Linked DNA regions of Mus musculus: regions 1 and 3 are each linked to region 2. The links are chromatin contacts, called in public HiCAR-type and promoter capture Hi-C maps. All regions are on one chromosome and are shown on one strand. Each heading gives the region's core, a stretch centred on a gene start, on an enhancer-like site or on the middle of the called end of the contact. The rest is flanking DNA. Distances are from core to core; before and after follow the strand shown. Region 1 holds the start of 6530411M01Rik (RIKEN cDNA 6530411M01 gene). Region 2 holds the start of Agpat4 (1-acylglycerol-3-phosphate O-acyltransferase 4 (lysophosphatidic acid acyltransferase, delta)). Region 3 holds the start of 4930452A19Rik (RIKEN cDNA 4930452A19 gene).

The links. HiCAR-type assays count read pairs that join an accessible place to other places. Capture Hi-C pulls out chosen DNA fragments and counts their contacts.
Region 1: a contact with region 2 is called in a HiCAR-type map of astrocytes, with 5 times the contacts expected there. The contact joins the promoter of 6530411M01Rik here to the promoter of Agpat4 in region 2. A contact is called at or near these places in 2 of 39 promoter capture datasets (hippocampal neurons and liver), 1 of 115 datasets of contacts at active chromatin or transcription factors (astrocytes) and 1 of 9 other capture datasets (liver).
Region 3: a promoter capture Hi-C map of adipose tissue shows a contact between it and region 2, with 7 times the contacts expected there. The contact joins the promoter of 4930452A19Rik here to the promoter of Agpat4 in region 2. A contact is called at or near these places in 2 of 39 promoter capture datasets (cranial neural crest and hippocampal neurons) and 1 of 9 other capture datasets (adipose tissue).

Annotation. Positions count from the first base shown.
Region 1 is chr17:9,165,614-9,170,069 of GRCm38.p6, forward strand. 6530411M01Rik (RIKEN cDNA 6530411M01 gene) reads right to left here and starts at 2,409. Exons shown (of 3, transcript NR_027881.1): 1 at 1,674-2,409. It overlaps Gm52287 (a long non-coding RNA gene), which reads left to right. Exons shown (of 2, transcript XR_003952250.1): 2 at 1-4,262.
Region 2 is chr17:12,116,585-12,121,473 of GRCm38.p6, forward strand. Agpat4 (1-acylglycerol-3-phosphate O-acyltransferase 4 (lysophosphatidic acid acyltransferase, delta)) reads left to right here and starts at 2,700. Exons shown (of 9, transcript NM_026644.2): 1 at 2,700-2,831.
Region 3 is chr17:9,774,042-9,779,097 of GRCm38.p6, forward strand. It overlaps 4930452A19Rik (RIKEN cDNA 4930452A19 gene), which reads right to left and starts at 1,825. Exons shown (of 4, transcript NR_045433.1): 1 at 1,802-1,825; 2 at 838-1,045.

The DNA.
Region 1 (4,456 bases), core at 1,159-3,658, 3.0 Mb before region 2:
CCAAAGACAGGCAATGTATTCAGAGATAGACCCTGCTCCTGCATTAGGAGTTCCAACATGAAGACCCAGCTACACAATAGTTACATACATGTAGGGAGCCTAAGTCCACCCCATACATACTCTCTGGTTGGCAGTTTAGTCTCCACGAGCCCCAGTGGGCCCAGGTGAGTTCACTCTGTAGGTTTTCTTGTTCAACCTGACATTTCTATTAGTGATTCTCAGAGGTGGCCTAATTTGATGGCTGAACACAGTTTGGATCCAAACACATCCTGGAGCAAAGTTGTAACTAAAAGTGCAAGCTGAACAGCCTGAGCCTCCATCCCTCCTTTTCCTGGCAGTGACAAGGTCTGTGATGTGTGCCAGGCACCATGGAATGAGTAAGACACCGGCAGAGCTTGGTGTTAACACTGTCTGCTATGACCTACCACTTTTATGTTTGTTTCTTTATTGTTCTTTGAGTTCTATCATATTTGACTTCACTTTCAAAACATTAGTGAACCCAGCAGAGCACACACTTCCCAGAGCCTCTGAGTTTTGCTCTGTTTTCTAGGATTTCTTGATCCACAGTCATCACAGCGGGGCTCCATTCCTGTTTCTTCCCATCATGGAGAACAGGGAGAGCTTATTTTTCTCTATAAATTATTTTTTTTTCTAAATCAAATCTACAAAGATTAAAAGATGTAATGAACATTAATAGCGGTTCAGCGCGTCAGTGTTTTATAGTCTGGGGACGGTCAAATTATTTGTTTATCTTTTGCTGCTGTGTTGTTTGGTTTTCAAACATGGTCTCAAATCTTAAAACAGACTAACCTGAAAGTTACTGGTCATCCAGGCTGACCTTTAACTGTGAGGCATTCACTTCTCTTAACTGGGTGAGTCCTGGAATTACCACGAGGCTTGTATCACCATGCTTACTCCATTCATTTTGTGAAAGCATTTTGATTATACATATACAACACACTCACACATACAGAACACACACATCTATATACATATATACACACATGTAAGTATGTGTATATATATTCATATACACATACACATATTAACCATTATGGTATTAATACAGGTGCTATCATTTCTACTGCTGAGAACGGAGCCCAGAAAAATATGAATATAGACCAATATTAAAATATAGATAAACTTATTATCCTTATATCTAAATATTATCTACACATACACATTCACACATGCACACTACTCCATAAGAAATGGCAGCCATTTAAAGGTAATATGTGAGATGCTTTATGAAAAAATATAGACACAGCCCATGCATCAACATTCCTCATACATGTATATGTACATAATCAAGGAGTTTACGTGAAAAATGCAAAATACAGAAAATACTGCTCTGGGTGGGTTTCATCTAGAATCCTTTTGCGTTCACACATTTCTCTAATTTCACATCGTATGATTCTGATAACAAAACAAAGGATAGACTCATTTCAGAAGCACCATTTTAGAAAAAGGTCATCTGCTCTGATAATTCTGTTCAGAAATGAACGGGGTCGGGGGTTTGGGGGTGTGGCCCACATGACACATTTCTAGGGCTCTTTTGTGCTTGATTTTGTCCCTCTGAGACAGCACAGTGGGCAGAGGAGCCCAAAGGGAACAGGCACAGCACACTCAGAGTTCCCCTCCCCCACTTTGCTCTCTGAAACTCTGCAGCCAACCTTATTGAATTCCTCGTAGCGATCCTGCCCAGTGCCCCGCTGTGGCCCAGCTGCTTTCCGGCACCCTCTCTGATAACAGAGAGAGGGCGCCCCACACCTGCTTCTGAGACTGGCTCCTTAGGGATGTTACTGTTGCCTCCTGGATCCTGTGCATGCTTGAGAAGGATCCCCGGAACGAGACATTATTATTTTCTCTTTTCTTCGCGGAAAAGAGGCTAAAAATAGGCACAGAAGCACCTTACAGCCTCCAGGCTAGTGGCTGGAAAGTCACCGTTCAGAGGTTAACGCGCCAGCATTAAGACAAAGTAAAGTAGCGAGCGCTCGCGATGTCACGGACTTGCAGAGTAAATAGGGGAGACAGGCTGCTCTGACGTGCTGAATTTATGAACTTTACTGTTCTGCTCCACCCAGAGCGCTCCCCTGCACTCATGGGATGCTGTTGCTGCATTTGCAAGCCACTGTCTCTTTCACCTCTGAGGCGCTGCATTTGCAAGCCACTGTCTTTCACCTCTGAGGCCTGGGAACCACAGCTCCCCTGGGGTCGCTCCTTGCATGGCTTCCGGAGCCTCCAGGGATCTTCAGGTCTCTCCAGGAACAATGCTGTGAGCCCGAAACTGCATTGTCTCAGCCGGATGTTTTGAGGAGGATCCAGGGCACGTTTGCCAGCTTCTAAACAGCATAGCACAACAGCCCCGCTTCTGTGAGTCTCTGCTTTGTGAATCTGCTTTCTGGACTTGTCCTTGCTCAGCACCCAAATTAGCTTAACAAGCTACGGAAATCTCAGCTCGACCTGGAGGCAGCAGTGGCAAGACAGAAACAGAGCTCCGAATCAATTGGCCAGAGGCGTGGGGGGTGGGGGAAGACAAAAGAAACATTGTGTCAAATTTATTTTCTGTACTCTTGGGATTGCAAGGAGAGCCTGAAAATGCTCACAGCGAGAGTGACTAGGGCCGGCTTGGATTTTTAGCTAAAATAAACCATATTCATGTCAAACTGCAAAGGGCACATTGGTTTACCGCGCGAGGGCAAAGAAGACAAACGGCGAAGTAGCGGCATCAAATAATGATCTGAAATTTACCACGGGTTCGCTCGGTACATCCTTCCCTAACTCGTGTATATTTCATTTAAATGTATCCATCAGTTTAAATAGGGCACTAGGTCCGTCCCGCCCTCCACCTGTGCTCTCAATGTTTCTCTGCGTGTCTGCCAGTTTGTGGGATGCCTGCAGCTAAGATGAATCAGAATACAAAGAGAGGGCTGACAGGTTCGTGTATGCCCAAGGTGAGCTGTGACCTAAAATGAGACTAGTTCTAAGGAAAGATGGATCACATGTGTCATGCATGCTGGACCAGCAGATGGCAGCAGAGCTCTGGGCTCCCACCACAGTGAAACTCCGTTCCCTCATCAGAGTGGTCCTATGTGCCCTCTGTGTCACTGACCCCAGAACAACATCTTTGATTTATAATCATACATGACTAGCATCTATCCCTTTTACTACAAATCTATGACATTAATTCAGAGGTCACCATTCTCTGAATGGGACATCCTGCTTACATAAAAAAGAAAAATAAAGTTTAAAGGCGTGGGGGAAATCACAGAACAAAATAGGGGGTATGTGTGTTTCCCCCGTCTTTGAGCTTCTTAGTCTATATTACCCCACAACCAAAACACAATATGTTGGTTGAAAGTGTTTTTTTTGCAACTAGTTCCTAGCATGAGGAAGCATAAGCCTTTAATTTCATCATCTGGGAAACAGAGACAGGAAGATGTCTGTGAGCTCAAGGCCAGCCTGGTTTGCATAATGAGTTCTGGGTCAGCCAGGTACAAAATGAGACCCTGTCTAACAACAAACAAACAAACAAACAACTCTTGCTTGGTTGACCATTCACAATCTCCCCATATTTAATAAAAATTTACCCCCAGAACTATTTTGAAATACCCTCTAACATAATATGATTAGAGATAGTGCCCAGAGCCAAATTTCACTTTGTCCTTAAAACCGCAGTCAGAGATTCTCCAGGTCTTCCCAGCTGTATTTTAATGGTTTAATGATTTTTCAAAGTAGAGGAGTTTGGGAAATTATAGGATTTAACAAATTGATGGCAGTTGGCCTTGTACAGGTTTAATTAAATTAGGGTTTAATTGACGAGATGGAAAGGGGTGGTGGGATTTTTCTCATCAGCATTCCGGGAGCATCAATGAAGATCTGCCTTGCCAGAAAGAGTGTCATAACCTCCCGAGACACTAGATGGTGCTGCAGAGTCACTATGGAATTTCTATTACCGGTTTTTAAGACTCTTTGATCCTACGTTATTATTTTTTTTCCTGCTTTCTGAAGAGCTTGCATCAGAAAACACACCAAAAAAGAGCAGATATTTTTAAAAACGCAGTATTGTCAATGGAATCGTGGAAATTGACGCCCGAGAAAGACGAGATAGGCATGCTTCTGCGTGTTTAAATTTAGATTCCATATTTAGATTAATCTTCAACCAAGTATAACAGTCTAAAGAGTCCTGGAAATACTTAATGGCCTTTTGCTGTGGCATTAATGAATTGCATGAAATTGAAATAAGATTTGCTTGGACGCTACCATCCGGTGGAAGAAGGCGCAGTTTGTCCTAAATAGATGTTGAACGCATTTCACCAGTGTGGTCTGCTGTGGAATATGCTGGGTGTGTGTGCCTCGTCATCCCCCTTTAATGGACAAACAGATCCTAGTGCAAAGCAAGGGGTTTAAAGCCAGATGCACAGCTCTGCGCCAATGCACACATGGACCAGGTTTC
Region 2 (4,889 bases), core at 1,450-3,949:
GAAGAGACTCTGCTGACCACTCCGCCCTCTTCCCTTTGCCTGTTCTTTGACCAAGGTGGAGCCCCTATCCACTGGAGACCTTGTGTCCATGCAGTATCACGATTGTTTACACGTCTCTTTCCCTTCTGAGATTGAGTGCTACCCCATTTGTTTTTGTGGCTTGGATTCCCAAGAGATATTTGCTGAGCTGAACTGTTAGATTATGACAGAAATGTTTATAACCCTCTGTGAATATAGACACAGGAGGCAGAGTCTAATTGCGACTCTTAAATAAAACGCCTAGAATTCAACCCACCAATACCTTCCCATCCCTCAGATAGGTTTCTAAGATCATGAGCTCTTAGCAATATTGGCTAACAGACAAGGCCTTAGCAATAGTAAGGATCAGAATTGAATCGTAATAATGAAATAAAAACATTAAATATTGAGCTTGGGGCAAGAGCTGCAATTGTCAAATTTTTAATTTCCTGCTGTTTTTACCAAAATCACTCACTGTAACTATAATCAGTGTAATGTAAATTTATGGAAGACTCAGATATTATTGTTATTGTTTGTTTGTTTGTTTGTTTGTTTGTTTGTTTGTTTTTTGAGATGGTTTTTCTGTATAATCCTGGCTGTCCTGGAACTAGTTTGTTTGTTTTTTGAGATGGTTTTTCTGTACAATCCTGGCTGTCCTGGAACTAGCTCTGTAGATCAGGCTGGTCTGAAACTCAGAGATCCATCCACCTGTCTCTGCCTTCTGAGCGCTGAGACTCCAGGCATGTTCCACAACATCCAGCAACAAGTCTCAAATTCTAAAATTAAATTTCCACCCAAAATGCCACTATGAAAAAAAAATTAACTATCTGGAAAGTATTTTTGGAAAACTCATTGATTCCCGTCAACAATAAAATCACAAAATATGGGCTGGTGAGATGGCTCAGCGGTTAAGAGCACTGGCTACTCTTCCAAAGGTCCTGAGTTCAAATCCCAGCAACCACATGGTGGCTCACAACCATCTCTAATGAAATCTGATGCCCTCTTCTGGAGTGTGGAAGACAGCTACAGTGTACTCACATATAATAAATAAATAAATCTTAAAAAAAATAAATAAAATGGTATGGTCAATGTTTAAAAAAAGTCACAAAATATAACTTGAAAAGTTATAAGAGAGAATTTTACTGGGGAGAGGGGGTGCTGAGACCATTTCTCTATGTGGCCAGAGGGGATTGAATGTTCTAGAAGCTAGAGTTAACAAGAACAAGAACTTAAATATTACATTGGATTCCAAGAACAAAAATTCGGAGTAATTTATGTTATGTGTGTGTGTGTGTGTGTGTGTGTGTGTGTGTGTGTATATGCGTGCGCGCGTGTGTACTTATGTGAGTTTATGTGCACCACATTCATGCAGGTGCCCCTGGCCAACATCAGAGAGTGATGGATTCCGTAGAGTTAAAGGCAATTGTGAGCTGCCAGGTGCCTGAAACTGAACCCTGACTTATTCAAGAGCGGTAAGCACTCTTAAACCCGGAGCCACCTCATCTCTCCAGTACTTATAGGAAACTCTTTACTAACAACTTTTATAGCCCTTGCTAGCCGTTCAAGTTAATTTTTACACCCCACAAATGGGCTTTCGGTTTGGATTCTTCCTTATGCCCTCCACCCTCACTCCATTTGGCTTTGCTCCTCTCACATTCTAGATGATCTTCAGGATGTCAAAGTCCAAACCCTTTTCCTGCTTCTTGAGTACCTTCTTCTTGGCTCCTGTCTGCAGGGCAAGCTATTTGCCGTGCTTCTGCAGCCTGGAGGAGGAACTTCTCAGTACTGCTCGCGCTAGAAAGTAGAGCGACCACGGGGCATTCTTTCTGTAAATATGTAAACATCTGCGACAGTGTCTTGAACAGCCCGTATTTGAAGGGCACTTTAGGCACCCAGAGATTGAATTCACCTTTCCAGGAATGTCACAGACCTGGCCTTTGCGCACTTCCAACACCGCCCCCCCCCCGCCCCCTTAAAGTTTCAGGACTCTGTTCGGTTAATCTGCTCAGACCCTTGCTAACTTAACAAGAGTGTAAATGTCATGTGCATGTGTGTGTTGCCTGCTTGTGCGCACTAGCATGAGTAGGCAGTCCTGGCACCCGCTGGCACCCAGCTTTGGAAGGAGAGCATCCATCCACAGGAGCTCCGGGCATCCTAGGTCTGTTGGTCCTAGTCTCGGGAACGCTGGGCGTGATCTTGGAAGGGGCTTCCGGGCTGGCGGAGTGGTGGCCAGGAGAGGTGAGCAAGGCACTAGAGTGCGCGGGCTTCAGCTTTCATCCTGTTTTCCCCCCACCCCCACCCCCAAACGAAATGGCACAGGGGACTTGGGGCGTGGGGGGGGGGGCAATTTCCAGGGCAGGAGGCCGAGGTTTCTCAGGCTGTTTGCACGGGGATGCAACAGGGCTCTTGAGCTGGGCGAGTGGCGGCAGGCCACTGGGATGGCTTTGTTATCCACGCGGGTGACTACTCGATCCCAATCCCCATCTGGCTCCAACAGGAGGCCGAGCTGGACACTTCTTTACACTCATTGGAAGGAGAGGGTGACTCATGTTACACGGGGTCCGAGCTTCCCTCCCAGTAGCTGCTAAGTCGTAGCTTTAAAAGGAAGTGACATGGGTGGGGAGAGACGTCAGCCGAGGACCACCTTTTTTTCCCTTCCCGAAGGGTCCACCCCTTTGGGTGGAGTCTCGCTTTTTCTTTCCAGTGTTGGCTGACTTACAGCTTCTCTAAAGTAGAGGCAGTTTCTGAACCTCAGGCTCCTGCCTCGCAGTTCTGGCTTGTGAGCACCAATGCAAAGAACTGCCCGGAGCGAGGTAGGTGGTGTTGGTACGATTACCAGGCACCTTCTCCTGGGGTGTGGCGTGTGATGATCGGATGCCCTTCTCTGGCAGGGGTCCCTCTGCTCGGCTGGTTTCCTAGTACTTTGGAAGGGATAGGCTCGGAGCGGGATGCTGGTGGGGTTGGAGCGAATGATGCGGGGGTGGGGGTGGGGGCAGAGGGAGGAGCACCGGGGCTCCGCGACCACTGCTTTGTGCCAGATTGTGAGGAGCTTTCTGGGGGCTCTGCGAGCAGCCCTCCCAGGGTGGAAGCATTTTCTTGGCTACCGTGAAGGTGTAGCGATGGCTCCTGTTACATATACGGGCTCTCTTTTCGTGCAACACGTTCTTCTGTCTCTGGTGTTTCTATGACAACCACAAAAATATACTCCACAAAAATACAGTCCCAATCTAAATTGATTTATTTGTATTTCCTTCCTGGGCTTGGCCTGGCTGGGCCTCGCTGGAACGCAACGTGACTCTGTAGATACCCCCTCCTCTCGTTTTCATTTTGGTTTTTCCCTATCGCAGGAGGGCTGGGGGAGGGGAGTTGTCAAGGAAACAGGCATTTGTAATCACCGCTTTATTTACTTAAATTTAAGCTTCTGGGTTCTCCATCATATGTCGGGATTTTTAAAGGGAGTTCTTTTATGTTTTTGAAGCTTTCCAGTATTAAGGGCAGCTTTTAGAAACTTAACTAATTTCTTAAGACATGATATTGAACAAACTAAGAGGGGCAGGGGGATTTAACTCTTTATAGGAGGATACTGCATTGAAATAAAGTGTTGCAAAGTACCTGATAATTCACACTGGTAAATATGTTATCAGCTGTTCAGGCTCACCCACAAGTCTAAACATGTATAAAACGAGTCTTGGCTCTATTCTGAACTTCATTTAGCCACAAATCAAAGTTCAGTTAGCATAAGAAATGCTAACTACCCAGCTGGGTCTCTAGGGTATTGTTCTGTGGTGCTCTCACCTGGATTACCCAGTGTTTACCCTCTAGTCTTTCCAAACCTGGCACGGATCTGCTCATCTGAAGTTATCACTCAGCATCTCCTACTGGGGGGAAAAAGTTATCTCAAGAGGAGGGAAACGTAGTGTGGATGTGTGCATGTGTGTCTCTGTATATCGGGGGTGGGTGGGTAAGGTTCCTTTTGAGAAAAACAATTAAGACTCCCAAGTTAGAGGTATGATATCCTTCTGGTGCAACGTAGGGAGGAAAAAACAAACCTTCAGAAGAAAACTAAGACACGAGAGGAAATTATCACCTACCCAGTAATAAGCAGAGGTGGACAAAACTTGATACAAATAATTCATTGCTTAGAAGGCAGGCCCATTAGTGGTTTTGGGTGCTGCTTATATTCAGTACCTCTGAAGCAAGCCTGATAATGGACCCTCTTCTAATGTGCATGCCCAGTACCAGAATTCCTTCCTTATTGGTACCAATATAGAGTCCTGTATTACTGAGATTATCTGTGGTAAGAATTTAAAAGGCCTCAGGTTACTTTCAGGTTATTAAAGCCCAATCATAGCTTGGAACCCTAGCCTCTTGGCTACGTGGAAGCGGGAAGAACCAGTAGTTTCTAGAATGTTCTTTATCTCACTACTGTTATTTATCTCGGTCTTAAAAACTGACCATAGTTCCAGAGATTTTAAGCATTTCAGATACAAAAGTTCTCTACAAATGGGAGCTAAAGAACAGGGCACAAAATTAGAGGGCTGGGGTTGTTGCTTGGTAGTAGAAAACTTGCCTAACGTCCCTAGAAACCCTCAAAACAAACAAATCTAACTAGAGAAAAAAATGGAGTTAAAGACAAGAGAATTAGGTGAGGGGTACAGAACATTAAAAAAACGTACTCAGAATAATGATTCAACTTTCATTTTGCCAAACTTACTTTAGCATTCTGCCGGACAAGACAATGGACTTATCGTCCGACCTTCCAAAGCATGAGAGTAGTGGGCTTGTCTCAGCATGTCACTCAGAAAGTTTCCAGACCCAAACCCAATGCAAAAAGAAAGTAGTAAATAACCAAACAGACCAGACCCCTCTCA
Region 3 (5,056 bases), core at 575-3,074, 2.3 Mb before region 2:
TCCATGTCTTTTCACGTCTTTAGATGCTTCCTTGAATCTCTTCAATTAAGTTCTCATTGTTAATCACAGCTCATTTCTGTTTCTCAGGTTGTTTTGTTTTCTTTTGAACTATATTTACTAATGTGTAAGCGTGTGTCTCTGGTTGTGTGCACAGGGGTTTTAGGTGCCTACAGAGGGCAGAGATGTTTGATTTCCTTGAAGCCAGAGTTCCAGGAGATTAAGAGTTGCCTGATGTAGGGGCTGGGACTTGAACTTGGGTTCTCTGAAGTGTAGCACATTTTCATAACCTCTGAGCCATTTCTCCAACCCTCGTAGCTTCTTTTCACTTTATCAGTTTCTATGTGCTAATTCCAGTATTCTGTTTTCTCCAGATGGGCTCGCAGAGCACAATTTGTGTTTTCTATTCTCCTTCCTCAACGGGGCAAGGTTCCTGCTTAAAATGTAGTTTTCTATCCATCTGTTGTCCTCTGGGTGGTTTTCTTAGTGGTTCTCAAGGTGGGAGAGACATATTGGTACACACCCTACTCTCATCTCCATTGCTCCTGTTTCTTTCTTTCCTCTCTGGCATGCCCCTGGTGGGCACCAGATCCCCTTATTCATACTATCCACAACATGAGAAAGTAGCATCTCAGAGGCCACAGCCCCCAATGGTGTTCAAGTCTCAATCCCTTCCCTGAGGCCAGTGTTCCAAACAGCAGGAAAGAAGGGCTTCTGGGGAGATGGCCTTGTCCATGCCATCCTGTCTTCCTGAGCCTTCCCAGCAGACCCTAGCCCTGAACCTAGCAACTTCTAGGGTTGGCAAGAGTGCAGGTAGAATCTGGTTACTTCTCTTCTTACATACTGCTCTGTAGGTCGGGCCGTCCTGCGTCTTCCGGGAAGTTGAATGTGTGATTCATGGGTGAAAACTCTAAGAGGAAGCAGCTGCACAGGGGTCACATGCTCTGCTCCCCCATACTCCCCAGAAGATTCCTCTCTTCTCCTTGACGGGTCCATCTTTCATGTTCTGTGCAGCAGGATCTAAGCTCCTGGAAGACCTGAGGTCAGACTTTAACAAAGGCAGAAGTGTGAGCACCAGGACGCAGCCATATTCAAAGGGGCTGGGAATAGACATCCCTGGGGAGTCCCTTGAAAATTAACTGAAACAGGGTTTGTGACAATAAACACCTGCCATGTTGTGCATTCTTTAAAATGTCACCACTTTATCCAGCTACTAGAAAACATCTTTCCGGGCTTCCCTGGGGACATACTTGACCCAACCTACTGGCTCTTTCAGGGGATATTCTAAGAACTTACATGGCAGGGATTTAACACCTACTTAGCCCAAAGCCAGCCTTCTTTTCAAAGCTGAATTGGCAAATCTGGAACAGGAAAGCACTAAACAATAAACAGGCATTTTCCTACAGACACAGAGACGGAAGCTAACAGAGCAGGCGCAGGCATTCTAATGCTGGGCATGCCATCTGTCTTTGCCTCTGCGCTTTTTGCGAATGTGGAGACAACTGAGCACTCTTCCAAAAGTGGACCCTGTCCTAAAGTAATATTTCTAGTTCAGGGGTCCTTAGTCACTGTGAACTTTTTCTCTTCACCCTGTCAGTGTAGAGTCCCACAAGCAGCAAGTGGGCCCATCAAGCTAATAATAGAAAAACCATTTTCTGACTTCCTTCCTCTTAGTTGCTCCATGATCCACCCTCCCCACTAGTACCCCAATCCACCTCAGTCCTCAGGACTTGCCTCTGGCTCTCAACAGCAGCAATGACTGCGTCTCAGTGAAAAGAGGAGATGGATAAAATATTACCCTAACCTCAGCGGCATGAGTAAAGCCCTTATTAGAATTCGGAGCCTACAGCTGGAACTTCCAGCATAGGACAGGAGATAAAGTTCCGTATTGTTAGCTCACAAGTGGCTTGGACTTCCTGGCAAGGGCAGGGAATTCCTCAGTCATTTATGCAAGTTTTCAGAAACGCTCCACTGTTCCCCAACAAAAAAAGCATTCAGGGTGAGAGTGGGGGCTCCCCCACCAGACCTGGAGAGTGGCTTTGGGGACTTGAATGGACGCTTCGTCCGGTGTCAATGGTCTCTGTGGGAAAGGCAGTGATGTCACCGCAAATGCATCTAGGGTTTTGCTAGGCCACCCTTACTTGCTACCCACTTCCTCCGTTGTTGTCTGACTTTCTCTCCTTTTCTTTTCCTCTCTCTCTCTCTCTCTCTCTCTCTCTCTCTCTCTCTCTCTCTCTCTCTCCCTCCCTCCCTCCCTCCCTACCTCTCTCCCTCCCTCCCTCCATCTCTTTCTCCCTCCCTCCCTTCTTCCCTCCCTCCTGCCCTCCCCGCTTCCTCTTCCTTTTAGCTTCTTTGAGGCCAGTACTTCCCTGCAAGTGCAGCTCAAATCCAAAGGCCCCCATCAGTGTTGTTGCCATGGCAATGCCAGCCTCCTACACGGTCTTCTTTTCTCTTTTCTTTCTTTTTGGCATAAAAAGTAAAAGAGGCTTGAAAGCAAGGGCAAGAATGAGAAGGGAACAGAGCCAGTTTGGCCCTGCTCGGTGTCCATGCTGGATGAGAAAAGACTGAAGCAAATGAGGGATAAAAAAAAAAAAAAAAAAAAAAAAAAAAAAAAATGACGGGACCCGCAAGTGAGACACAGCAGAAGCCTTTGAGGAGCAAAGTGTACTCTTTCACTTTCAAAGCTTCAAAACAGTCCAGACCTCTGCTTGAGGCAGCACAAGAGATGGATGAGCCAACGGACAACAGAAGAGTAAAGAAGTTGCCACAGGAACTAGGGTCCTACTTGCAAAACTGCATCCAATCCCAACATTTAGAGGCAGCTCCATCAGAACTCCGCCCTATCCTCAGAAGGGAAGGAGAGAGGAGAGCTTTAAAGGGGCTTTCATCTCTGCGAAGAGAGAATACTACCATGTGTGCTCGGATGTCCAGAATGCCAGCTCTACTGTAACCTGGCTGCAGAAACCAGTTCCAAAGGTGTCTGCTGTGTCTCCTCATCCATTGCCACTAACGCTACAAAGACGGTGACATCAGAAATCCCAGGATTTTCTCCCTCAGGGGACACAGTCTTACTTTAAACCTTCCAAAAGATCAGAAACATGTCATTTCTAGTACGCCTCCCCTACATTCCTCAAGAGTTGGGTAAAGCAACTTGAATCACTATTGATTCCTTCCAAGCCAGAGCTGTTAGGTGAAAAGTCAGACTGTCCACTCTGCATTCCCTGAACCACATGTTCCAGTCTGCTTTGCAGGCACCTTCTTGATGTCATCTGCCACCTGATCTACCTCCTGAATCTTTGGCCACAGGCAGTGACCCTTTCCTTCCTTCCTTCCCAAATAGCTAATCAGCTGTGGAGAAAGCATCCTGTCTCCAAAGGGTGGCCCAGACATATGAGACTCTGTGTCCTTGAAAGGTTCAAATACTAAATGCACAGAATAAAATGTTCCAGAAGTCAACAGTCTGTCTGGAGGTGCCACTAACTGGAAATTATTGGAAAGAAAAAAAGGAGGCAGCTGGTGTTCTGAGGGGGCACCAGCTTGTAGGCAGGTCTGAAGCAGGGAGATGTGGAGATGGGAAGTGTCCATCTTAGAATACTGTGTAATCTAATGCCTCTCCTATTGAACTTGTACATCAGCTGCAATCTTCATGCAATGCCCTCTGATGGGGCTCAATCCTTTCCCTCCCTTCTAGATGTTGAAATAATTTTACTTTCTTCCTCCCCATCTCTTGGCATATGTGTATTCAACGTGTGTATTCATACATGTTGATGCATGTTTAGGTGCGTGTGTATGCATGTTCGTGTGGAAGCCAGAGGCAGACCTACAGTATTTTCAAGAGCTACCTACGTTGTTCTTCAAGACAAGATAGCTCAGTGGGACTTAGTCCAGTTACAGAGGATGGTCAGTAAGCCCCAGGGATAGGCCATTTTCTACCTCTCCATTGCTAAGATTAGAATCATCCTTCACACAGCCAGTTTTTTACATGGCTGCTAGGGTTGAATTCAGGGCCCCATGGTTGTGTATATTGCTACTTCACCTATACCTGTGTATTCAGTTGCATATCTTCCTCCTCTCCCCTTAGTCCCCATCCTTCCCTCTCCTGTTCCTCTCTATCTAGTGTGTGTGTGTGTGTGTGTGTGTGTGTATGCTGATAGAACTCAGAGGACAACCCCTCTCTCCCATTTCTCATGTGTCCAGGTGTTGCATAGCTTTTCTTTCTAGATAACATCCCTCTCATTAGTTTAGATGCCATCAACTAGTCTAGGCTAGTTAGCCTAGCCTGTAAGCCCCAAAGATCTGTCAGTCCTCCTTTCTAGCACTAGAATTATAAACATGTACTGCTATGCCTGGATTTTTGCAAGGATTCTTGGGATCCAACTATGTCTTTACGCTTGCAAGGCAAGCACTTTACAGGTGAGCCTCTCTTCCCAAACCCCCGGTAATTAAGTGTACATCTGTTAAAACATGCACCCGAGGTTAGAACGTCATTCTTTTGATCACACGTTATCAAGGTTTTATCATAGCAGTGGAACTAGCACAAAGATCGAGAGTCATGGAGCAGAGGCCCTTGTGGAAGGTCTTTAGGCCCCTCCAGAAACCCACATATAGCATGCTGTAGTTCACTTAATACACACTACATAGACAATTCTGCTTTCCCTGCCCCTGCCTTGTCATACTTTGGGCTGAAGAACCTCCTGCTGGCAGGTAGTGTCCTCTGTATGTCTCTCCAGTGTCCTCTACATCAGCCACTTTCTTCAATGGATACTATGCCAGATGACATCTCCCTCCCCCTCTACTCTTCTGTGGAATCACCACAGGCTGTGACCCTGCTCTTCCCGAATTAACTCCTCAGAGTCATTTTCAGCTGGGTCTTTCACCTGGTTCCTTTCCTTCTGGCTCTGCCAATTTCCTACTGAGCACCAGCATCCACTTAACTTCAGCCCCTGAGCTTTGGCTAGAGATTTTCAACATCTAAATATATCCACATGATCTGAATGTGGCCAATGACAGCTAAAGCCCTCTGGGTACATTCTTGCCATGTGGTCTACACTGGTCTAGT